Linked DNA regions of Sus scrofa: all the other regions are linked to region 1. The links are chromatin contacts, called in public Hi-C and HiChIP or PLAC-seq maps. All regions are on one chromosome and are shown on one strand. The core of a region is the stretch at or near the end of the contact, and the rest is flanking DNA. Distances in the headings are between cores, read along the strand shown. Region 1 holds the start of RDH14 (retinol dehydrogenase 14). Region 2 holds the start of TTC32 (tetratricopeptide repeat protein 32). Region 3 holds the start of LAPTM4A (lysosomal-associated transmembrane protein 4A). Region 4 holds the start of PUM2 (pumilio homolog 2).

Evidence for each region. Hi-C and Micro-C count contacts between places; a contact is called where the count stands out from the background. HiChIP or PLAC-seq counts read pairs in DNA pulled down with a chosen protein or histone mark.
Region 2: a contact with region 1 is called in a Hi-C map of liver, with 8 times the contacts expected there. The contact joins the promoter of TTC32 here to the promoter of RDH14 in region 1. A contact is called at or near these places in 2 of 5 promoter capture datasets (fetal skeletal muscle and liver), 4 of 47 Hi-C or Micro-C datasets (heart right ventricle, liver and skeletal muscle) and 2 of 2 datasets of contacts at active chromatin or transcription factors (alveolar macrophages and skeletal muscle).
Region 3: a contact with region 1 is called in an H3K27ac HiChIP or PLAC-seq map of alveolar macrophages. The contact joins the promoter of LAPTM4A here to the promoter of RDH14 in region 1. A contact is called at or near these places in 2 of 47 Hi-C or Micro-C datasets (embryonic fibroblasts and heart right ventricle) and 1 of 2 datasets of contacts at active chromatin or transcription factors (alveolar macrophages).
Region 4: a contact with region 1 is called in an H3K27ac HiChIP or PLAC-seq map of skeletal muscle, with 4 times the contacts expected there. The contact joins the promoter of PUM2 here to the promoter of RDH14 in region 1. A contact is called at or near these places in 1 of 47 Hi-C or Micro-C datasets (heart right ventricle) and 1 of 2 datasets of contacts at active chromatin or transcription factors (skeletal muscle).

What each region holds. Positions count from the first base shown.
Region 1 is chr3:119,451,195-119,457,439 of Sscrofa11.1, forward strand. It overlaps RDH14 (retinol dehydrogenase 14), which reads left to right and starts at 2,792. Exons shown (of 2, transcript XM_003125340.4): 1 at 2,792-3,296. The coding sequence starts at 2,904. It overlaps LOC100516797 (cytosolic 5'-nucleotidase 1B), which reads left to right. Exons shown (of 9, transcript XM_005655262.3): 9 at 1-2,652. The coding sequence ends at 213. LOC106509892 (a long non-coding RNA gene) reads right to left here and starts at 2,751. Exons shown (of 6, transcript XR_002342970.1): 1 at 2,664-2,751; 2 at 1-181.
Region 2 is chr3:118,270,765-118,276,903 of Sscrofa11.1, forward strand. It overlaps TTC32 (tetratricopeptide repeat protein 32), which reads left to right and starts at 2,349. Exons shown (of 4, transcript XM_003125338.3): 1 at 2,349-2,397; 2 at 2,400-2,499. The coding sequence starts at 2,349. It overlaps WDR35 (WD repeat-containing protein 35), which reads left to right. Exons shown (of 29, transcript XM_021087811.1): 27 at 1-2,499.
Region 3 is chr3:118,147,942-118,153,863 of Sscrofa11.1, forward strand. It overlaps LAPTM4A (lysosomal-associated transmembrane protein 4A), which reads left to right and starts at 3,925. Exons shown (of 7, transcript XM_005662724.3): 1 at 3,925-5,323. The coding sequence starts at 5,213.
Region 4 is chr3:117,855,935-117,861,524 of Sscrofa11.1, forward strand. It overlaps PUM2 (pumilio homolog 2), which reads left to right and starts at 1,996. Exons shown (of 22, transcript XM_013996320.2): 1 at 1,996-2,048. It overlaps LOC102158392 (a long non-coding RNA gene), which reads right to left and starts at 1,893. Exons shown (of 3, transcript XR_302627.3): 1 at 1,485-1,893.

The sequences.
Region 1 (6,245 bases), core at 1,542-4,041:
TCAGGCGCCCGTGTGCTGAAAACCCTTCGTCGCTGGGGTCTAGAGATAGACGAAGCTCTTTTCCTTGCTGGAGCTGCCAAAGGTCCCATCTTGGTGAAGATAAGGCCCCACATCTTCTTTGATGACCACATGTTCCAAATTGAAGGGGCACAGAAAGCTGGCACCATCACATCTCATGTACCTTATGGAATTAATCAAAAAGTGAACAATTAGGGGTGGGGAGGAAAAATAAAGCAGTGAGTCTGGTATTATGGAAGCCACTTCTTGTGGATCTCTAGGGTAATTAGGTATTTCAATAGATCAGACCTCAGAGTTTTGTTCATTTGGAAAGGTTTTCTCTTGAGTTTTTTAAAACATTTTGAACTCTCAAGTTACCCTCAAGCTACTTCCCTTGGAGCTGTCAGTGCTATTGACACGATTGCACCTACCTTTGTGTGTAAGTCATAATGATGACTCTTTAGGGTAAGTTTAGAATTTGAATGCTTGAAGGCTTAAAGGGCTGTGTCAGAAGCCTACTTAATTTTACAAATCATTGCTCATTTTGGATGTTGGTAGCTAGAACGAATCATTACCTGTCATCATTACAGAATAGTGGGTCTTCATAGGTGGAAAGAGTAAGGTTAGATACACTCAAAAACTGGAGCTTTTTAGTCTATTGCCTCTGTGAATAGTCTTTTAATCGATGCCAAAATGAAAATATAACCCCACTTGAATAAGTTCATTAATTTTGAAACTGCTCATTCAGAAATAAAACAGCTAATTATTCATACATGTTATTTTCATCCAAGAAGAGCACCTGACAGAACTTGCTGGAAGGGTTCTTTGAAGTTTATTTGGTGGCTTTATTGCCTTTGGACTACTTCATATTTGAAACTTTGGGCTTGGCAGGTAGGGCTAGTGTTTGTACGGAAGGGAAAAAAACTGGGCTACCACTTCAAAATATGAAATGAAGTGTGGTATCCTAGCCTTCATTGTTGTCATCCTGTTGTGATTTTTGCCTTGTTTTCAAAAAAAAAATTAATTGGTTAATCTACTACAATGTTAGGAACAGTGAACTCATTATTTTCACATGTTATTTTCTCAGTTTCTCATCAAACCAAACATTTTCAGTGTGATATTACCTTCTTTTTTTAATCAATGAAAAAAAAAGATTCAAAAAGATTACATAGCTTGTCCAAGGATGTGCAGGGAATAAATGGTAGGACTAAGATTCAAATTCAGATCTCATTTCAAAAGGTATATGTAGTCTATTTTCTCTGTGCCTTCCAAATTGAGTTGTTATTAATTCCTTGGCTACTGACACATCCTGAACAAATTAGTCATTCCATTAAATTCTATGCTTAAGCTACAAAACAGTTACACAGCAGATCTGGTGACGCCTTTTCTCCTCTCTTCCTCACATGCTCTCTTGCTCCTTCTACCCCCATCTCTATCCCTGCCCCACCTGCATATACATATTCCACCTCTGGTACTAGTTAAAGCAGACCACTGATGACACACATCTTTTGATCTGCTTCCTAATCTGCTGTAAACCAGTCCAGAATATATCAATCAAGACACTTATTGAGCACCTACTGTTTTCTATGGATTCCCCCATATAAAGACCACAAGAGAGACTCAGATATTATCCCATCCTTTACGAAAGTGAAAACTTTAACAATCCCCTTAGAGGAAGTCAAATGTACAAGCTCAAATAGCCAACTCCAGAGGGCTGTTTGTTCTCAGTGCCAAGTGAGGGTCACAGAGGAGGCTGAAGCAAAGACCTGTATGGGCTGGAAGTCATCAGAAAATGGAGAGAATCGAGGTGGGCTTTGCAGGATAAGAGAGACATGGATGGACAGAAAGGAAGAGGAAATGTGCTTCTGGCTCAGTGAGTTTGAGAAGCAGCTTCAAATTACACATAGGGTGGAATAAAGGCCCAGCCCTCCTGATTGCTGTTCCTGGTGCCTTAACTAATCCTCAGTGAGAGTGCTCCTCCCCACCTGTGAGCTCCATTCTCAGCACCTGTAAGAAACCTGGCATTTTACCCCTTTTCTTTTTGTATTGACTTTTTGTTGCATGTTATATCCTTCCCAGATATAAAGGAGTGGAGGAGAGTTTATCAGAGTCATCAAGGGCATTTATTTCAAGCTATAGAAGTTGTGTGTCTTTTCTCTCGACCAAAGATTCTAGAGTGAGGGCTGGGGCAGGGGAGGTTTCTGTACAAGCCAGTAAGCGCCCCGAGGGCAGAAACGGTGCCCTATTTCTTTGGGACTCTCACAGAGCACAAGGCCTGAAATTTCTGCTTGTACAGGTCCTGCAATTGATTCCAATGCTACACTAAAATCTAAGAACCACGGATCCATTCTCTTTCTGATTCATGTTGCTAAGTTCTTAGCGTCACCTGTGGAGGAAAAAAAAAGAGCCTTTCCTCAGACTTCAGTTCGGCGGGAACCACTCCCCAGAGGATGAAGGTAAACTGAACAGAAGGTTAACAAGTCCCTGGGGTCCTTAACGGAAAACACGCCAAGCCAGCCCTGAAGTGTGGGATTTGCACGACAGCCTATAAAGAGATTTGTAAATTCAAAATATCCGTTAGGCATTCCCACGGGGAAGGCCACCATCACTCTGGGATTTCCACGGGCATGGACCCAGGAGCCTGAAAACCCGGGTACGGTGCTCACCCTCCTCTCAGGCTAGGAACCGGATCCACAAAGGCACCGCCACCCGGCCGCTATACTGTCCTAACCAATCAGGCGCCCCCGGGAAGGAGACTACAAGTCCCAGCATGCTTCACGCCGCCTCCAGGGGACGACAGGCCGCGCCCCAGAGTTCTTTGCGTACAGGTGGCTGCCTTAGCTCCGGGAGCGCGGCGGCTCCGGAAATCCTGCGAGGGGGACGGTGGGCCCTCGGCCCGGGCGGCTATGGCAGTGGCTACAGTGGCGGCATTTCTGGCCGCACTGGGTGGGGCCCTGTGGCTGGCGGCCCGACGGTTTGTGGGGCCTAGTGTCCAGCGGTTGCACCGAGGCGGGGACTCCGGCCTCATGCACGGGAAGACCGTGCTGATCACGGGGGCTAACAGCGGCCTGGGCCGCGCCACGGCCGCCGAGCTGCTACGCTTGGGGGCGCGAGTGATCATGGGCTGCCGGGACCGCGCGCGCGCCGAGGAGGCGGCGGGTCAGCTCCGCCGCGAGCTCCGCCAGACCGAGGGCCCCGAGGAGGGGCCCAACTCCGGAGGGGCCGGCGAGCTCGTCGTCCGGGAGTTGGACCTCGCCTCGCTGCGCTCGGTGCGCGCCTTCTGTCAGGAGATGCTCCAGGTGTGAGGCCCCGGGAGCCAGCTGGAGATCGCGGGGAGGGCTGGGGGCCTTCGCGGACGGGGAGGGGCTGGCCGGCCTCGGGGCCGAGCAGGGAGGGCACCGCCCAGAGTCCAGGGGGTGTGACCTTGGAAATGACTGACGCTAGGAGTAGAAACAATCAAGAGATTGGGGCGGCTCGGGAATTGAAGGCTGGAAAAATTGGTAGAATAGTCTTCTGTCTTCCAAGAATGTTGAGGGAAAAAAAAAAAATGGGCCCAAGAGGAAAATAAGCGAGTTTCTGAACATTTCCTCTTGCTATGTGAGGACAGCCCGGGAGGAGATCCGCCAGGTCTCTGGATTGTTTTTCCTGTGTCCAAAGTGAATCTGCACCCAAGAGCCTGAGAGCACGTAGGGAAAGTTGCTAACCAAGGACCGTGGAGCACTCGTCTTTTTTCTTCCTGGGGTAGAAATTTTAGCCTTCTGCCACCAGTGACCTCCTTAGCACCATCCTTAACCAGGCTCTGGCCTAATTTCCAAAAAGACTAGAGCTTGGAATGCCAGTGGTCCTGTGCGCTCAGCGATGACTGAAATGAAAATAATACAATATCTAGCATTTATTGAAGGTTTCCTATGTGCCAGAAGCTATTCCAAGTGTTTCAGTTATTTTTGTTTGTTTTTTAATTTTAATGAAATTAAACTGTCATCCAGTCTTCACAATTACCCTGCGAGGTAGGCATTATCCTCATTTTACAACTTTAGGCAACTAAGGTATAGGTAGGCTAAGTAATTTGCTCAGGATCTCTTTCTAGAGCCCTTGCTTTTAACTGCTGTCCTCCTGCTGCTTGTCAGCTAGGTGGAGAATTTCTTTGTTTAGATAGTATTCCACTGAAATGGATGTCCTCTATTGAAATTGAGGTAGAAGGGTTTCCTGCAGAGATGATTTGCAAGAGGGCATTCAGAAGAGTGATGTTTAAAATTAGCTGGCAAAGAAAAGGAGTCTGTATGAAAAGGAGCCTCTTGAGTCTAGAGCAGAAATTCCCAAACTTTCCAATAAGTAATTAGGTCCAAACAACCTAATAAATATTTATGTAATAACATAGTGGCTGTTTGAAAAAAAATAATACATACACATAACGGAAAGAAAAAAATGACTATTTTTCTATAACCATAATTATGCTAATGGGAAGTGTACCTCTGTTCACTGTCCCAGCTTGTCAGACTTGGGAATCAGATTGGACATTGCCACCAGCATTTCTGTGCTACGTTGATTTTTAACATTGTACTTGCATTTTACCCCAGCAACTACTAAATACTCAGCTTTGCAAAGATGGCAGCATCACAAGGAATATAGGACAATATAATGTTGAAGCTACGAATATCCTGGAGCTTGTACTTTTTGAGATATTGAGCAGAGTATCGTTTTGTTCCCCTTGAAACTTTAAAATACTCCAAATCACCCTGAGAGTTCGTTATGACTCTGGGGCACCTTGATGCAGAGATGGGGAGCTGTCGCAGACCTAGAGGTTTTTTGTTTCGTTTTTATGGCTAGTATTTCATTATCAAGTAAAACAGATTTAGAAATAAGTAACAGTGTGTTAAGAGATATTAGAAGAATCGAAGTGGATCTTCCTATTCTTCATTAAAAATGTAGATGGGGCTGGGTATACCTGTTCCTTGAACCCTATAGTTTTTTAACCACTTGGGCCACTTGAGACAACTAATAAAAAGTTAAGGAAAGAAACATAACTAAGTTGTCCTTGCTTCTAAATGTGAGTTAAGTTCTTCCCTGGATCTGAAATTCAGTAGTTCAGTGACTATAGCCAGAATAATAATAATAACAATATAAAAAAAGGAAGTGTAAATTTCCCACAGGTTGGTAATTCTTGGTATTTATGTCATTTATCTCCTAGAACTTAAAAAAAAAAAAGCAGTGAATGATAAAGTCTTAAAATTACACAAGCCCAGCAAAGAATGATGGCTCAGAAATGATTAATATAGGAAACTCTTCCAAAGGATTACTGAAAAGATCACTCCTTTCTTTCCCCCATGGGTGAACTTTTGCCTTCTTTTTGAAGTTGACTATTAAAAAGGCAAAAGGTGCATAGACAGACAGAATGAGAAATACTTAATCCTCTGACAGGTAGGCTTTGATAACAGTTGTGAAATTTAACGCATTTTTCTTTTCACTTATATTTGGCCAAAGGGCCAGTGAGTTTTGAAATTTGACCTCAGACTTATTTAATTCTGGGTCATCACTGTGTCTTTACACCTGGAGCATGTACATTTCTGTTTCTCTGCCCATCAGAAGAGACAGATGAGCCAGGAAAGGACCAGGGAAAACTACCTTATAAGAACTAAGGAATGAAAAAAGACTTCTCTTTGAGGACAGTCTACATTTTAGGACTTGAATCTGGAAAGATGCAGAATTCTTATAGATCTCCTAAGTTGGGGCCCTTGGAAGCTTGAAAGAGGTAGATTTTACACAGGGAAAAAGAGCTGTGAACCCTAGAGTTAGAGGTGTTTGTCGGGCCTACCTTCCTCTATCAGTCTCCTTTGCCCTTATTATGAGACTTCGTATATATGTTTCATGGTGTTTCTGTTATTTTTATATTATCTGTTTAATTTTTTTCTTAATGTTTCTTTCATTTATTCATGATGTTCTCTCACATCTTAACTTGCATCCGTGACTCTCCATACTGCTTATCCCAATTACAAGGAAACTTCTTGAATTTGCTCCATCCCCTAGTGCCATTAACCCGTAGAAAACTGCAGAATAAAGCAGTGCTCACTTGCCTCTGGTGTTGAGTAGAGCAGCTCTGGGAATAAACAGTGCTGACCTGTCTTCTGCTGTGGTGCCACCCTCTAGCTCCCGCCCGTCAAGCTATGGTTTGAAAGCAATCCCAATTAGAAAAGTAGACTAGCTTACTCATGAAGTATGGGGGCATTGGTGTCAGATTTCATCTGAAGATT
Region 2 (6,139 bases), core at 1,099-3,598, 1.2 Mb before region 1:
AATTCAGATTGTGGGGGCCAGTCTGAAGTGAGCATGGTCGGCTGGAGGCTGGAAGTGTTGCAGCTCAAGTCCAGGATCTGCAGATTAGAGCAGCAGGCTAGAGACAGAATGGTTAGTGCATTCTTCTCAAATTGCTTGTTCCGAAACAAGTTCCCAAGACACTTTTCCCAAACAGAGTATTAATTGTTATTTATTTTTACTGCCCCAGTCAGTGACAGGGAGTCTTTACTGAGGCTCCACAGCCATGGGGCTCAGGCAGGAGGCTGCCCTGTGGGGGAAGGAAGAGCCCATGGAGAAGGCTTATTCAACTACTTGGGGTACAGGTTGTGGTGGTGGTTACATTTCTTGAGGCAGATGGGGTTGCAGGTGAACACGACACTCTCAGCAGGTCATCTTGTAGCTGTATTTTGGGGTGAGCTGGCTGAGGGAAGTCTTGATGCTGCCACCCTGCAGGCAAAGCCCCAAGTGCAGGTGGACTGTGTGGAAGACAGGCGAGAGTCAGAGAGGGACAGCAGCTGAGCCGGGTTCCAGCACCTCAGTCGCTGGGCAGGGCCCTCTAGTGTCCTGTAGATCAGAGCTTCTCAGGTGTGATGGAGACACCACGTCAGAATCCCTTGGATGGACACACCAGACCAAACCTGCTCCACAGAACCTCCATGTTTACATTCCTCATCCTTATCAGATATGTGATTTGCAAATATTTTCTCTCATTCTCTGGGTTATTTGTTGATAGTCTTTTGCTGCACAAAAGGTTTTAATTTTCATAAAGTCCAGTTTGTCTATTTTTCCTTTCACTGCCTGTCCTTTGGTGTCATACCCAAGAAAACATTGCCAAATTCAGTGTCATGAAGACTTTGCTTTATGTTTTCTTCTGAGAACTTAAAATTTTTAGCTCTTACATTTAGGTCTTTAATCCACCTTGGTTAATTTTTTAATGTGGCATTTAGGTCCATCTTCACTCTTTCCAATAAATGGTTTTTTCAGCACCATTTACTGAAAAGACTGTCTTTATGCAAATCCACACTGTTTTGATTACTGTTGCTTTGATAAGTTTTTAATTCAGTGTGAGTCCCAAACTTTATTCTTTTTCAAGATAGTGACACCATGGGATCCTTAACCCCCTAGGTCACCAGGGAATTCCTCAAGACTGTTTTGGCTATTTGGAATCCATCCCTTGGAATTTCTTATGAATTTTAGGATAGATTTTTATATTTCTGTAAAAATACCATTGGGATTTTGATAGGCATTCCATTGAATCTGTAAATTGCTTTAGTATGAACAAGGGATGTCTATTTATGGCTTTAATTTCCTTCATCAACAATTTGCAGTTTCATTATACAAGTCCTTCTCTCCTTGGTTAATTCCTATGTATTTTATTTTTTAAGGTAATTTTATTTTATTTATTATTAATATTATTTTTGCCTTTTAGGGCTGCATCCATGGCATATGGAGGGTCCCAGGCTAGGAACTAATCAGAGCTACAGCTGCCAGCCTACACCACAGCCACAGCAACGCAGTATCCGAGCTGCATCTGCGACTGCATCTGCGACCTACACCACAGCTCAAACCAACGCTGGATCCTTAACCCACTGAGCGAGGCCAGGGATCGAACCCACAACCTCATGGTTCCTAGTCGGATTCGTTCTGCTGAGCCACTACGGGAACTCCTAAACAGTTCAGTCAATTCCTATACTATTCTGGAGGTTTTAAAAGGTTGAGAAATTTGCAGTCTACGGCCTTGGAGTTAATAAAAGGTTGAGTCTGAAATAAGACTCACGACTATGGGACACTAAGCTCCTGGAATTTCAACACAAAATGTCTCAATGTAATCCAGCCGACTGAAAATACCGTCTAGAGGGCGGACGCAGAACCAGAAAAGTGCTGCGATAACAGTAACTCCACGGGCCGTTTAGCCATTCGTAAAACAAACCAAGGTCTTTTACGCTCCCAGCACGATCAGCCACTGCACCCCGCATCCTCCACCATTCGCTGTAACAACGGGCAAAGCTTCTTGCAACTTCTGACCACGGTCTTAGAAACCAGTCTGGAGCTGCCGATCTACTGCTTCTCTGGAAACGAGGCCAGCGGAAGCACCACTCATCAACAAAACCGCACTTTACAGAAGTGTCTCTGTCCGCACAAGTTTTAAAGTTTCTGAGCCCTCCGGGGGCGGTGTCACTGATCTCGCGAGAAGACGGGTCCGCGGAAGGTACAAACTTCCCCCCTGCTTGCTCCGAGGTTTTGCCTACGCGATAAATTCCGGGGTGGGGGAGTGGCCTTGTGGTGCTGCCTCTAGTCGCTCAGAAATCACCCTCAGTTCTACAAGGAAAGCTAGGTCTCCGACTACTATGGAAGGGCAGCAAGGGCAAGAAAGCCCCGTAACCCTCGCACGTGCCCAGGTCATTTCAAGAAAGGCGAATATGCGGAGGCCGAAGCACTGTACTCCGCTTACATTCGCCAGTGCGCCTGTGCGGGCTCCGAGGGAGCGGCGCCCTGGAGGTAAATATCGCGAGATGTGGGGGTGCGGGGTCTCCGCTAGGTGGGAGTAGCCTGGGTTGTCTGATCTCACCACTCAAGGGTACCTCGGGCATTCGTTTAGTTTCCCGAAGGGCGGTGAAGGGAGTATCCTGGCCCGCGGCCCCTCGCGTTCCTCTGGGACACCCACCGGGGAGTCAGAGCACGGGGGTACCGGCTGCCTTTCAGCTTGAGTGTCTTCATTCCTTGTTACTCTGATCCGGTCTTAGAGCGGATAGCGCTTTTCCAGCTGTCATTTTAACAAGTGGGGTATCTGCGACCTGGTGAGGGCGCGATGCCACGGGTGCCACGCTCGCGCACAAAGTACCGCGACTTCAACCACAGCATCACAGCAGGTGTTTTGTTTTTCACTAATGAAAATAAATTTAGTATGGAAATAGTATAATGGACCTCCAGGTAGCCATCACTGGGCTTAAACATTAGTTCATCCCGGACATAATATTATGCATCCATGGATGTTTCAGGATACATTGTTAGATATTAAGGATTTACAAGGACCTAACCTCGGCATTGGTATCACATATCAAATATCAAATATCCAGCTTTAGAGCTTTCCTGATTGATCCGTAAAATTCTTGCTTTGTTGGTTTGTTTTTAGCTGTTGGTTCCAGTTGGGATGCACATCAAATTCACTGTATAGGGCTCGCCTTCGTTTTTCTGCCTTGCAGTTGATTTGGTGAGGAAACCGAATCATGTGTCCCCAGAGTTTCCCCTATTTCGGATTTGCAGTATTCATCCCCCGATGTCATTTAATAGGGCCCTCTGCCTCCTACATGGCTTGTGAGTTGGTAGTTAAATCCTGAGGTTGACCCAATTCAGATGCAGAGTTGTGGTGAGAGTACTGTTAGAAGTGGTGCTGTGTACTTCCAACAGAGAGCGTGGAATGCCTGTCTTTTTTGTGATGTTAGCAACCTCACCTGCTAATACCTGCTTTCCCAAAGAATCTCAGATTGATGCTTGAAGGTGTAACATTTGCTGTGCTCCAAGTTTTGCTGTGGTTGTTCTTGTTGATGGTGTTGAGTGGTCGGATGAGAAGAGAGAACAAGGAGGGTTTGAATGAACAGCTTTTGACAGTTTCGTGTTGTCTGCATTATCACTCTCCTTTTCCCTCAAGGATTTGACTTTTCTTGACAGGATGTCAGCTTGTCTTATTCCGTTTTTGTTTGTTGTTTTTTTTTTTTTTTTTTTTTTTTTTTTTTTTTTTTGGTCTTTTCTAGGGCCATACCTGAAGCATATAGAGGTTTCCAGGTTAGAGGTGGAATTGGAGCTGTAGCCGTCAGCCTACACCAGGGCCACAGCAACGTGGGATCCGAGTCGCATCTGTGACCTACACCACAGCTCAGGGCAATGCCGATCCTTAACCCCACTGAGCAAGGCCAGGGATCGAACCTGCAATCTCATGGTTCCTAGTCAGATTCATTAACCATTGAGCCACCACGGGAACTCCAGCTTGTCTTATTAGTATGTAGCTTGAGATTCTTCTCCTGTTTGTTAAACTTACATAGGATTAAAGAGAAAATTAAATGACTTTTTCATTTCAATAATACCCTAGAATAATAGTTAATAGAAGTTTTGAAACAAGCAGTAAAATAGTATCACCCCCTGCGCCCCCCCAAAAATTATAACATTTTCTTTTAATATCTAAAAGTGCAGCCTTAGCCATAAACCCAATTTCCAAAAAAGTTAGTAAGCATAGAAAATGTAGTTTTCAGCTCTTGTTTCGAGTTCTAGAAATAAACTTATCTAGTAAGTTTAAATTTTTTTAATTTAAAAATTTTTATTGAAGTGTATTTGCTGTTCAATATGATGTGTACAGTATAGTGCTTGACAGTTTTAAAGCTTATAGTCCATTTGCAGATATTATAAAATACTGGCTATTATAAAATTGTCTAAAATATTGGCCATGTTGTACAATATATTCTTGTAGCCTATTTTATACCTAATATTTTGTACCTCTCGGTCCCCTACCCTTGTGGCTCCCCTCCGCCTTTCCCTCTCCTCAGCGGTAACCATTGGCTTTTTTCTTCTGTGTCTGTGAGTCTGCGTCTTTTTTGTTATAGTCACTAGTGTATTTTTAGATTAATCGAGTAGATTTCAAAAAGGATTCATCCACAGCAGGTATATTGATGCCGTCTAGTCTTGTTATTTTTCCTCCTTGGTGCATCTCAGTCTGAGAGTACAAATTTCTTGGGCGGCAAATGTAATTTCCGGCCCTTACGAGCATTGGGGGAAAAATCGTATATGGTTTAGTAGAAGGTTGCTCAGCATGCCTCTATGAACCTTCTAATTTCCTTATGGTTCTGAAATTCTTCTAGGAGCTCAAGGATAAACTGAATTCAGTCATTTCAAATTTCTTCCTTAAATATATCTTTTAGAGATTGTTTATTTTTAAAATAAGGGTCACTGAATCATTTCGAAACAGTATTCGCGATCTTTGCATGCCTGCCACTCTGAATGGTTTGTAACATTTTCTTTTTTTTTTTTTTTGCTATTTCTTTGGGCCGCTCCCGCGGCATATGGAGGTTCCCAGGCTAGGGGTCGAATCGAGCTGTAGCCACCGGCCTACGCCAGAGCCACAGCAATGCGGGATCCGAGCCGCGTCTGCAACCTACACCACAGCTCACGCAACGCCGATCATTAACCCACTGAGCAAGGTCAGGGACTGAACCCGCAACCTCATGGTTCCTAGTCGATTCGTTAACCACTGCGCCACGATGGGAACTCCAACATTTTCTTTTAATATCTAAAAGTGCAGCCTTAGCCATAAACCCAATTTCCAAATATTTTTTCTTTGCTAAATGTAGCAAGTGCAAAAAAAAAAAAAAAATCCACATTTAGATTAAGTAACTTGGTTACATCCCATTAAAATAAATACTATCATTGCAAAAATCTCAATGTTAAAAAAAAAATCGGCTTTAACTATTAGCGCATGTTTTTAAAGTATGAAACAGTTTCCATATGGAGAGTAGGCTTTTAGAATTTGTCGTAGTGAAATCTAATTCTAAATCTAACATTTGATGATTTTCTGATAATAAGACATTTATAACAACATTTTGAAGTATAGAAATTTAATGACTAAAACCTTTCTGAGTCCCAAGGCTGCATTTTTCTTAAAACTCTTTACCCTCAGGCAGGGTTCAGTTCCCACCCTGACAGAAGTAGGTGAATGGGCGTCTCCTCGTGTTCTCTAGGTTTTAACAGTGGTGCCAGTGGCATCAGAAGTGTCTGTGTGTCCCCTCTCTCAGTCCTAGCTCGCAGAAACAGACGTTTTCTAAAGTTGCAGTGGTTTCTCTCCATTGTTAGGAAACTTAAACTTGAAAGAGAGCCCTAGGCTGTGAGTAACCCACTGGCAGCAGCAGTTACAGTCCCTGTCTGAGACCCCAAGATCAAGGTGTTAAGAGAAATACCTTTTTTTTTTTTTTTTTTAAAGAGGAGTAACTTTTAGCAACACGGACTGCAGTCACAAATATTTTCTGAGAACAAGACTTTGCACTGTGGAGCAGAGCAAAGAATGACAGATGCGTTTAGCCTGCATCTTTCTTCCCTGTTCAAAGTTGAGACTCCCTTTGGAAAAAAAGAAAACAGAATCATCTCTGATATGGAG
Region 3 (5,922 bases), core at 2,675-5,174, 1.3 Mb before region 1:
TTTTCTTCCAGATGCTCACAACTGATAAGATCGTCTAATGAGGAGTCTGGTAGGGATTTGAACTGGTGTTTCACTAATCCTTTTATTTCTGGGAAGTAATGAATAGATCACATTAAGATTCATTCATCTGCTATCCATGCTTTTATTAACAGGTTTTCCTTGGTAGAAATCTTTAAAAATGATTCCCTTCAAGAGTGCTATGATTAAAGTTGATAAAGAAGTACAGATGAGGGAGTTCCCGTGGTGGCACAGTGGTTAACGAATCCGACTAGGAACCATGAGGTTGCGGGTTCGATCCCTGCCCTTGCTCAGTGGGTTAACGATCCGGCGTTGCCATGAGCTGTGGTGTAGGTTGCAGACGCGGCTCGGATCCTGCGTTGCTGTGGCTCCGATTCGACCCCTAGCCTGGGAACCTCCATATATGCCGCAGGAGCGGCCCAAAGAAATAGCAAAAAGACAAAACAACAACAACAACAACAAAAGAAGTACAGATGAGGATTTCCCATTGTGGCCCAGTGGTAACAAACCCAACTACTATCCATGAGGACACGGGTTCCATCCCTGGCCTCACTCAGTGGGTTAAGTATTCAGTGTTGTCGTGAGCTGTGGAGTAGGCTGCAGACACAGCTCAGATCTGGCGTCGCTGTGGCTGTGGTGTAGGCCAGCGGCTACAGCTCTAATCCAACCCCTTAGCCTGGGAACTTCCATATACCACAGGGGCAGCCTCCCCCCCCCCAAAAGCACATTTTAACCATAAATTATGATATGAAAGGTTTGATTAAAATAACGTGGAATGAAATAATATTAATTGGGATGAGAGTAGGGAGGAGGTAGAAAGAGGCTTATAAAAATCTACAGGTATGCTTAGAGCAGACGTAAGAAATCTTTTTCAGGGTATTACTATAATTTCAACAGCCTCTATTAAAAACAGGAGTTCCCTGGTGGCCTAAGGGGAATTAAGGATCTGACATTGTCATGTCTGTGGCTCAAGTCACTGCTATGGCACGGTTTGATCCCTGGGTGCAGCCAATAAAAGAAAAAAAAAAGAGTTTCTCCACTTTGATTTCTGTGTGTGACATGAAGTAGAAGTTCAAATTCATCCTTTCGTAGTATAGGTCACACATATATTTCTGTAACAGACTCCTGCTTCCAAAATGCCCACGTTATTCCCCATACTATATCCAGAATAATCTTTCCAAAGTGCAAATCTGTTAATGAAACTCCCTTGCTTAATACTATTTAATGGTGTCATACTTTGCACGAAGTCTAACATGGCTTATGTTAAAGAATATTACTTTGGAAAAATAAAACCATGACTCTCATACAAATATAAACATAACATGTGTGAAAAGAGTTTATCTCTGTATTTAATGAGGGAACCAGGAAGATGTTACAACCATTTTGAAAGAGAATTCAAAGTACCACGCCTGCATGGGTCAATCAGGAAGGTTGAAATAATTTACAAATAGATGCAAAACTTGCTTTTCCCACAAGCAGTGGGAAATTTTATGTGACAGTCCGAATTCATTTGCAGGTCTAAGAACAAAAATCTTGCTCTTGGTTATCTATAATTTATTAGTTTTAAATAGCTCCAGGCACACAGACCCTAGAATCAGATAGTCCAGAAGGGTAGGTTAGACAGTGAACCCAGTAGACTTTGGGGTCCGTGCCAAAACTGTCCCCAACTTTCCCCTGCACTTTTCAGGTCTTCTTGATCTGGGGCAAGCTTTCCTGTCTAACTTTAGCTCTTACTTTTCTCTTCTCATTCCTCTCTCCAACCCCCACATTTCTATAACTGTATTAATTTCTTTAGGATTGGGATATTTTAGCTGCCATAAAAAACAAACCCTCAAACAGTATGGGCTCATTCCATTGAAGTTTATTTCTTGCTTGTGTTACCATCCAGTGTCACCTGTGGCTTTCCCCTTTTTGGTGATTCAAGTACCCAGGTGTCCATCCTGTGACTCTGCTCAGCCCCAGGGCCTCAGACTTCTCTGCATCAGCCAGCAGAGAATGAGGGAAAAGAAGAGCAAAGACATTATGGGCGGGACTTCCTATCCCACTTTCTTAAGAGCCCTGGCCCAGTCTGACTCATGTCTTTTCTGCTTAGATTCAATTGGCAATAACTATTCCTACAGCCGCCTTGCGATAAGGAATGTTGGAGGAAGGATGCTAGGAAATGTAGTCTCTGGCAGGGCAGTCACCATTTCTGCTACACAAACCTCCCCTACTCTCCACTACACTTTTTCCATACTATCACTTCTGAGTTGGCTCAGCCTTTCTGTCCCCAGCCTAGTTTTCTTCTACCATCCGCTTAGACATCACTTCCCCCAGGAAACCTATCCTGATAGGTTAGATTTTGGGGGAGCCACGCTCATGGCATACAGAAGATTAAACCTTTGCCAGGGAGTAAACCTTTCCCGCAGTAATGACACCACCAGATCCTTAACTCACTGAACAACCAGGGAACTCCTAGGTTAGATATTCCTTTTCCATATTGTGCTTCCATAACATCCTTTATTACCCTGTGATAGCAGATATCACCTCTACCATAATGAATGTGAGGGCTGACTTTCTTTTTCTCCTCTTGCACCCTGAGCACATGGAAGTTCCTGTGCCAGGCATTGAACCTGCACTGCAGTTGTGAAGTGCGCCACAGCTGCAGCACATACTGGCCTTGTAACTTTGGACATGTAATGTAACTTCTTTGTTGAGTCAAGTAACATCAAAGTGCCTGCCTTATAGATTTGTTGTGTTTGAAGATGAAATGATTCAAAATAAAGTGATTGGACACATGTATACTACATAGCAAGGGCTATGAAAAACAATTTGTTTTGGTGTGGTGGGGATTATTAGTCTACTCCCTGATTAGTGGAGAAATTCATAATTCATTCTGAGTTAAACTGCTACCACCTCATTCCATTCTTTAGTGTAGCTTGGCTTAACTATGGATGGCCTCCCAGAAAGTTTAAAAGTATGATGCAAAGCAGGGTAATTGTGCGTGGACAATTCCTTCAGTGCTGAGAAGTAAGCAGAGTCTCTGCTGTTCTAGAATGAACATTTTAGTGGGGGAGATAAATAATCAACAATCAATATACAATTTCAGACAGCATTCACTGAAGCCATGCCAGCGCAATAACCTTTACACTAAATTCAGCACAGTGTTCAGCTAAGAATGGCAAAGGGGAAGACCTTTTTTTTCTTTTTTTTTCTTTTGGTCTCTTTAGGGCTACACCTGAGGGACATGAAAGTTCCCAGGCTATCGTTTAAATGGGCTCCATAGTTGCCGGCCTACACCACAGCCACAGCAATGTCAGATCCAGGCTGTGTCTGTGACCTACACCATAGCTCACAGCAACACCAGATCTTTAAACCACTGAGCGAGGCCAGGGATCGAACCTGTGTCCTCATGAATACTAGTCAGGTTTGTTACCATTGAGTCACAATAGGAACTGCCATTTTTGTCCTCTAAACACAAGTGTACTTTCCAAAGAATAAAACCATGTATTTTCTTAAAAGTCATGTCTCATACAAATACAAAATGAACAGTCTCAAAGATCTTATTTAGTAATTAATCAATAAGGGGACCAGTAAGATATAAGAACCAGTTTAAAGAACCAATAAAGTAACTACTTACATTGTTCAAACCAGGACTGGGAAAAGAATTTACAAATAGCTGCAAAATGGCTTTTTCCAAGGAGGGGGAATTCAACAAGAAGTTTGATGGACAAGAAGAATATTTCCTCTTGCTATCAGTTATCTACAATTTAGAGTTGAACAGATGTCTACTGAAAAAAACCCAAAAAACAAAAAAACCATGCACAACCTAAAAGCTGAGAACTATGTTTTATTTGCCAGATTTACTGAGGACTTGAGTCCAGGAGACATTCTCTCAGACAGCTCTCAGGGGCTGTTCTAAAGAGGTAAAGAAGCAGCGGATATACAGCGGTTTTTTACAAAAAAATCCCAGGTAGTCAGAACATCAAGATCACAGGGCTTTTCCATTTATGGTAAAATCCAAGAGTCTAGGCTTACTGAAACTATCCCTTTGATATGCACCTTACCATCGAGTGCCAGCAACCTATTTTTCTGCTATCCTGAATCCCCTCAGGGTGTACCACCCACTGGTGGTGGCTTCAGAGGCTGATGCCTTGATGCCACAATTTCCTTTGTTTACTGAAATGGGCAGATGACATTCTTTGCTCCCTTAGCTCCACAAGGAAAGATGGAGAGCCCCTGTAGATGCAGAATACCCAGAAAAGTGAGCCAGACAATGGCTGGTTTTTCACGGAAAACGCCTAGGTCCCTGTGTTTCACCATTTTTGTGAAATTGTGTTTCCTTGTGTGTCATTGTGTTTCATAATTTTTCCGTATAAACGTCACTCTATCATTACCCAGGAGCTAAGCAGTTCTTCCACTTTATTTTGCTTCTATTTTTCTCAATCCTTCTTAGCTGCCCTTGGCAGGGAATGGTATTTCTTTGCTTCTACCATGGAGGCGTCAGTGTGAGTTAAAACAGAAACCTAACCTTACTCCTCCAGGAAGTCCCGAATTTCTTCAGTCGAAAAGGCCCCGGAGCGGGAATTAGCCCCGCCCCGCCCCTTCCTCACAGGCCCCGCCCCTGACCAGCCCAATAATCAAACTGCGCGCAAAGGTCACGTGAGCAGCTGTTGTCCCGTGACACTTCGGAAGCGGTACGTGGCAGACGTCACTCAGAAAAGTCCTTCGTGCAGGCTTTCCGCCACCCACCTCATCTCGCCTCTCCTTTTTGCCATCAAACGCTTCTCTTGGGAATGGTGAACTACCGACCTCGCCCCCAACCAGAACTCCTCTAGACCGACGAGCTAGCTCATGCCCTCACGTGAGAGGCGGGGATTTATTAGTGCTAAGACGAGTTGCGATTCTGATTGGGCGTGAGTCTTGTCAATCTCCAGGCTTTTCCAATCAAGGGCCGCGTCCGCCCAGCTTTTCGCTCTTCTATTGGCCTGAGTGCGGGAAAGGTGGAGAAAAAGGCTAAAAGGAACTCGCGCGAGAGTGGCGCTCGGTACTCAGTGCGCAGGTGCGAAGCCTCTTGGCTGGGGCCCTGGCCGGGGGCTGGCTTGAAGACGCGTCGTTTGGTTTTGGACGCTTTGAGAGAGCCGTCTGGTATCAACCGCTGGGCGGAAGGCGTTTGTCAGGGGCCCGGCCACGAACGAGGCCCACGAGTTTCCCGATGGTGTCCATGACTTTCAAGCGGAGCCGCAGCGACCGGTTCTACAGCACCCGGTGCTGCGGCTGTTGCCATGTCCGCACCGGGACGATCATCCTGGGGACCTGGTACATGGTAAGGGCGGGCGAGGCGCGGGGATAGAAGCCCTGGGGGGAGTGCCCAAGAGTGGGAAGTGGGAGGGGGGCTGGTCCGAAAGGAAGTGAGTGTTCCCACTGGGAGGGGGTGGGGCGGGAGGCGTAGAGGACCTTCTTTGCGGGGGGGGTGGGCTCTAACTTTGAGGTGGGGAGAGTGTCTCGGAATCGGAGGGGTTGGGTGGCGATGGGAAGGTTGTTGCTTGGTAGGGTTAAGAGGAGAAAAGCAGGATTGGGAAAGGCAGAGGAGTAGCGGGCAGTGGGTGGGGGGCGGGATGAGGGTGCTAGGTTTTGGTGTGGGGGATTCTGGAAATTACCAGGTTTCGAGATCTTTTTGTGTGCTTCCGTGATCTGAAAGAACTCTCCCCTCCCCCAGTGCTTCCTGGAATTTGTTTTTCCTAACGAGACAATTAGGACCAGACCTTCATATATGCAGCGTAGTTTTAATATTATGCCTTGCCTGAAGGAAAAGTGACAGATCTGGTTTCAAAGCAGTTGTTTGTGGTTCCTTGGATCTTATTTGTTACATTGTGTTTGTGATGTAGGCAGAAAGGCCTCTGTTGTGAGTCTGGACATTGGCCT
Region 4 (5,590 bases), core at 746-3,245, 1.6 Mb before region 1:
AATTGCAGCCCTGTCTAAAGCTTGAAGCCTTGTGGGACTGCACAGGTCACATGTCCATGAATCTGTTCTGTTTTACGGGGATATTAAATGAGACATGGAAAATGCTTTAGAGCTTGCATATTGAAAGCACTAAATAAATAATAACTATGGTATACATATGGCTTTTAGTTAGAACTCTTGGTTGTAATAGAAACTCTTTATTTAGCTTAAGCAAAAAAGCAGCAGTATACGAATCAAGGCATTTGTTTCAGAACCCAAGGAAAGAGGCTGCCAACAAACTATAGGAACAAAGAGAAAGAGAAATATCAGAGCTTTCTTCTCTCTCAACTCCACTCTGTAGGTTTTCTGTCCATATGGTGGGACAAGTCAGCCCAGAGAGCCCAGGTTTAAGAGACTTCTCAAGGGGGGACTGGGGTTTCCTAGTCCTAATTCCAAATTCTGAGGGAGTGCCTCTGACCAGTACACCTATTTTCATGTGGACTAAGCAACAGTAAAGACTCTTGCTATTATCAGCCCAATGGGAGGAGAAGGCAGACAATATGTACCTCAGTGACTTCCATACTTGATTACGGGATATTTCTTTTTCTTTTTGCCTTTTCTAGGGGTTGAATCGGAGCTGTAGCTGCCGGCCTACACCAGAGCCACAGCAACGCGGGATCCAAGCCGCGTCTGCCACCTACACCACAGCTCACTGCAACGCCGGATCCTTAACCCACTGAGCAAGGTCAGGGACCAAATCCGCAACCTCATGGTTCCTAGTCAGATTCATTAACCACTGCGCCACGACAGGATCTCCTACGGGATATTTCTTAGAGGAACACCTCTTCTTACTGAACAGAACACACCTGGACATTGCAGTGTGGGTAACAGAGTGAAGCTGAAAGCCAGGGTGAGTGCCAGGAAGGAGATTTTCATTTTAGATGGCAGTCACCAGCTGGAGGTAGTGACACTGAACACAGTTTCAGGAAGTCTACATAAAAGCCTGCTACAGAAATCCAGACCTGCAGGGTTCCCCGCCTTGCTCAACGAAAGGAATGTGACTGGCATCCATGAGGACGCAGGTTCGATCCCTGGCCTCGCTCAATCTGCTAGGACTCCAGCATTGCCCTGAGCTGTGGTGTAGGTCGCAGATGTGGCTCAGATCCCGCGTTGCTGTGGCTCTGGCGTAAGCGGCTACAGGCGGGTGCGGCCCTAAAAAGACACACACACACACACACACACACACACACAGCCCGACCTGGGTAGCAGCGCACGCGCACGCACACACACACACACCCCGACCTGGGTAGCAGCGCACACACACACACACACACACACACATCCCGACCTGGGTAGCAGCACACACACACACACACACACACACACACACACACACATCCCGACCTGGGTAGCAGCACACACACACACACACACACACACACACATCCCGACCTGGGTAGCAGCCAGAGTGAGCATCACTGGCCTACAGAACCACCTGAGCTTACTTTGTTTACCCGGCCAGGCACCCAGGGGTGGCAAGCTGCTGAGCTAGTTCCATTTGCCCTCGGAGCAGTCCTCTTAAGGGGTTCACTTTTCCTCCCCAATGCGTCTCCACCGTCATGGTGCGGGGAGAGGGTAAGGATGACACCTAAAGGCCTAGATTACTGAGCCATTCTTGTGAATGCCAGCACCCGGAAAGCGAACTGCGAGTACACCACGAGCGAGGACGCCGACACCGCGCAGTTAAGGGAGAACAATGAGCTGTGGCCCAGGAAGCTGAGGGTAAGCGAGTTCAGAAGTTGAGGCCCCACGCGGTAACACAGAGACCGAAGCAGCGTAGATCGGAAACACCACTCCCGCGATGCCCTAGCCCGGCGCGCGCTCCCGCCTGGCACCGCCCCGATGTCAGAGCCGGCTGCAAGCCCGCAAGGTGAGGGCGGGGGAGCGCAAGCCGAAGGGACGGCCGAAACGCGCGAGCGTAGAGAGCGTGCGCACGCGCAGTGTTCTAGCTGGCCGGCGTGCAGAGCGCGGGAGAAGCGTCCGAAGCCACAGCGAGGAGCCGCACCTCGGTGAGCGCCCCCCTTTCTCCCGGAGTGCTTTGCGCGCGCCCGGTGGGCGGGGGGGAGGGGAGGGGAGGTGGCGGTGGCAGCCATGTTGTTGTGAGACTGTGTCTCACCCTCGGTACTTCGGTGGTTCGGAGGAGGAGGGGGAGGAGAAGGAGGTGGGGTGGGGGGGAGGGAGGTAGGTGGAGAAAGAAGATATTGCCGCCACCGAAGGCGGAGGAGGGGAGGACGGCCAAGAGCGACGCCGCCGTGTGCCCAACGGTCGGTGTCCCCGGCTGAGGCAGCGCGGCCGCAGCAGCCCCGTAAGTCAGTCGCGTTTGCACCCTCTCCCGTGCTCTGACGCCGCGGGGCTGGCTCCCCGGGTATTGTGTGACGGCCTTGGCGGGGGCAGCCCTCCGGTTGGAGGGCGGACGGGGCCTGCGGGGTGCCCCGGACGGCTGCGGCCTGGGGCCCGCTCACACAATGCAGGGGGAGGGGTGCCGGAAGGGGGTGTGCGCCCAGCGGGGGGGTTGCTCTCGGCTTTCCCGCTTCCTTTCCTCCCCCACGTCTCAGCCTCGCGGCGCTGAGGGGGCCCGCCCGGCTCTTGCTCGGTTTCCGCGCGTGTGGGTTTAGAGACCGAGCTGTTCGTCCTCCCAGCTCTTGGGTTCGGGACCGGGAGAGAGGCCGGGTGGATCCGGAGGAGCTGCGAGTTGCAAGTGGGCGAAGAGGAAGGAGTGGGTTTATGAAAACAAGTGTGGGAATTCTAGAGGACCCGAGTGTGTCCAGGAAGAGCTTCCGGTAGACAGGTGTGCTTATGAAAGAAACGGCGACTTGGGTTTAATGTATTAGGTGCCATTAGTAAGGAATGTTTTGTTTTTGTTGTTATTGGAGCCGATTTTGATACTCGGGAAGATATGTAAATTAAAACTAAAGAATAGATTAGAGGCTTCACACATTTTTAGCGTTCGTTTTGTATCTGAACTGGGTCATATTTGGGGAAAATACATTTGTTAGAGTTTTATGCTCAAACACGCGTATAAAAGTTAGTGTTAATTCTGAGAATATAGCTAGGGAAACCGACCTAGCTTTTCATTATAACACATTTAAGCATTTGGGTGGGACATATTTGATGTGTAATAAGACAATCATGTTAAAATCTGGACTTAGTACTTTCTGAGATTTTTAACTTAAGAAAACTAGTTACAGACTTTTGAAATAAAGGTTTTTTTTAGGGAAAGCTTAATTAGAAAAATACTTTTAAATACGTAAGAGAAATATAATACTTGTAAAGGTATCATATGTAAAGTTTTAATAAAGGGTGTTACCTAAGGATTTTAAAAGCTTGTTTACTGCTTAGATTCCTGTTTAATAGGTGACTCTTCACCATGTGACCTGGAGCATTGGAAGATGATTTAAGGATTTCTGGCTAGGGATCAGATTTAAAACACACAAAAGTTTTAATTGGCTAAGCTTCTTTTCTTAGTCTTTAATATCTTGCTTTTAAAAAAATGATTTGCTTTATCTGCACAGTTGTCATAAGTAGTTGTCTGCATTTCCTTTATTTCAAGAATGTCTTTAAAGCCCAATTTTTGGTAAAATTGAGTTATTTAGATTTGTCTTTTCGTATTCTTGAGGGTGGTTTTTATATGCAGAAAACTTCTTTAAAAATTGAAGTTATTTTCAGAATTCTGATTCTTAAGTTTTTAAAGTTCAGCTTTTTTGTAAAGTTCATTTTTGTTTGCTCGAGTCGAAAGCTTTTATCTTTGAGTTAGACTTGCTATTAACAAACTTAAACACTTCAATTTAAACTTAAATACATGGTTTTCTTAATTTGAGTCTAAAGTTCCGTTAGATGTTTCAATATTTTAATACGATTTCAGATTTTTTAAAAAGTCTAATTACTGCCATGTTTAAATTGGTCTTACAAGGTTGTCACTTTAACAGGCTATGCTTGCAAGCTAAACAATACAGTCTGAACACAGATACTAATAGTAGGATTTTGTTTAAACTTTCCATGCTTTTTTATAAATCGTTTTAGTGTTGAAAGATAGTATGTCTTCCTGTGTAGGTACTTATCCTAGTTTGCAGAAAAAAATTATGGTTAGAGATTTGGGCCAGATGTGACATCCAAAGCCTATCTTCTCAGTGACCAGACTGTCTCCTGAACTCAAGTTCTTTGTAATTTCTAATTCAATAACTTTTGAATATGTTGGGCTTCTACGATAGGGAAATTCTGTATTTTTTTATGTTCTTAAGACTTACGGTTATGTTATTTAAATATCTGAATGTTTGTACTTCATGTCTCTGTCTGGCTTGCATTCACAGTTTGAGGCCATTTTACTGACAGGTGTGATTAAGATTAAAAAAATACTTAGAACAATGTAAATTGGTTAGTGACAGACTTTTTGCTGTTTTGAAGAAGACATGAAAATAGTCTGACTTGCTCCTATTGTTCCATCTCCACACTCTTCCCGTTGATGAATTTGTAAAAAGGAACTGGTCAAGCCCCTTTCCTCTCTCTTTGGGAGTCTGCCCCCTGCAGAAAGCATTTGCTCTGCTACTTCTTGAGACCACCAGAGATAAACTCTGCCCCTTTCTGGAGGAGGACCATGGTTGTCTTGTGCCACCTGTGACTGGATTAGGATAATTTATGGGGTGTGGTGTTAGGAGGCCCTTTTGGCCTAGATCTAGATTATGCTTCCCTATAGTGGGAAGCATTTCAGTAATAAAAGAGCTATTTGGATTACCATCAGGCTGACTTCTATGTTTCTCATTCCTAAATTTTGATGTTGGAAAAAGGTTTCTTCAAACACTATCATTTAGAAGCTAATATTTAGTGATTTTTATATTTAGAAGATTTTTTTAAGTTTGACACTTTTATAATGGAAAAGGTGAGTTTACAGAGAAATATTGTCACGCTTTTCCAGTGAAACATAAAATTACATTATAGATTACAAAGCATACAGGATGTATGCTTGCTTGCTTTTTTTTTCTTTTTTTGCTTTTTAGGGCCACATTTGCGACATATGGAGCTTCCCTGACTTGAGGGTCGAATCAGAGCTACAAGCTGCCAGCCTATACCATAGCGACAGCAGGGCAGGATCCGATCCCTGTCTGCGACCTACACCACAGCTCATGGTAATGCCGGATCCCTGACCCACGGAGCAAGGCCAGGGATTGATTCTGCATCCTCGTGGATACTAGTCCAATTCTGCTGCTCCATAAAGGGGACTCCCAGATGTATGCTTTTTCACTCAGAATTTCATGTAGCAGTATGCTTAGAGACATAAGGTTAAGGATAATTTTTTCCTTAGTGACCTTTCCTTTTAGTAACTCAAAAGATTCAGTAACTTTTTTTTTTTTTTCTTTTTTTTGGCTGTGCCCATGGCTTATGGAAGTTTCCAGGCCGGGAATTGAACCCATACCACAGCAGCAGCCAAATCTGCTTGAGCGAGTACACCAGATCCTTAAACAATGCACCACAATAGAGCCCCCCCAACTTATTTATAAATGAAAAATTAAGACTTGCCTAGGAGTTTCTCTGTAGCTCAGTATGTTTATTTTTTATT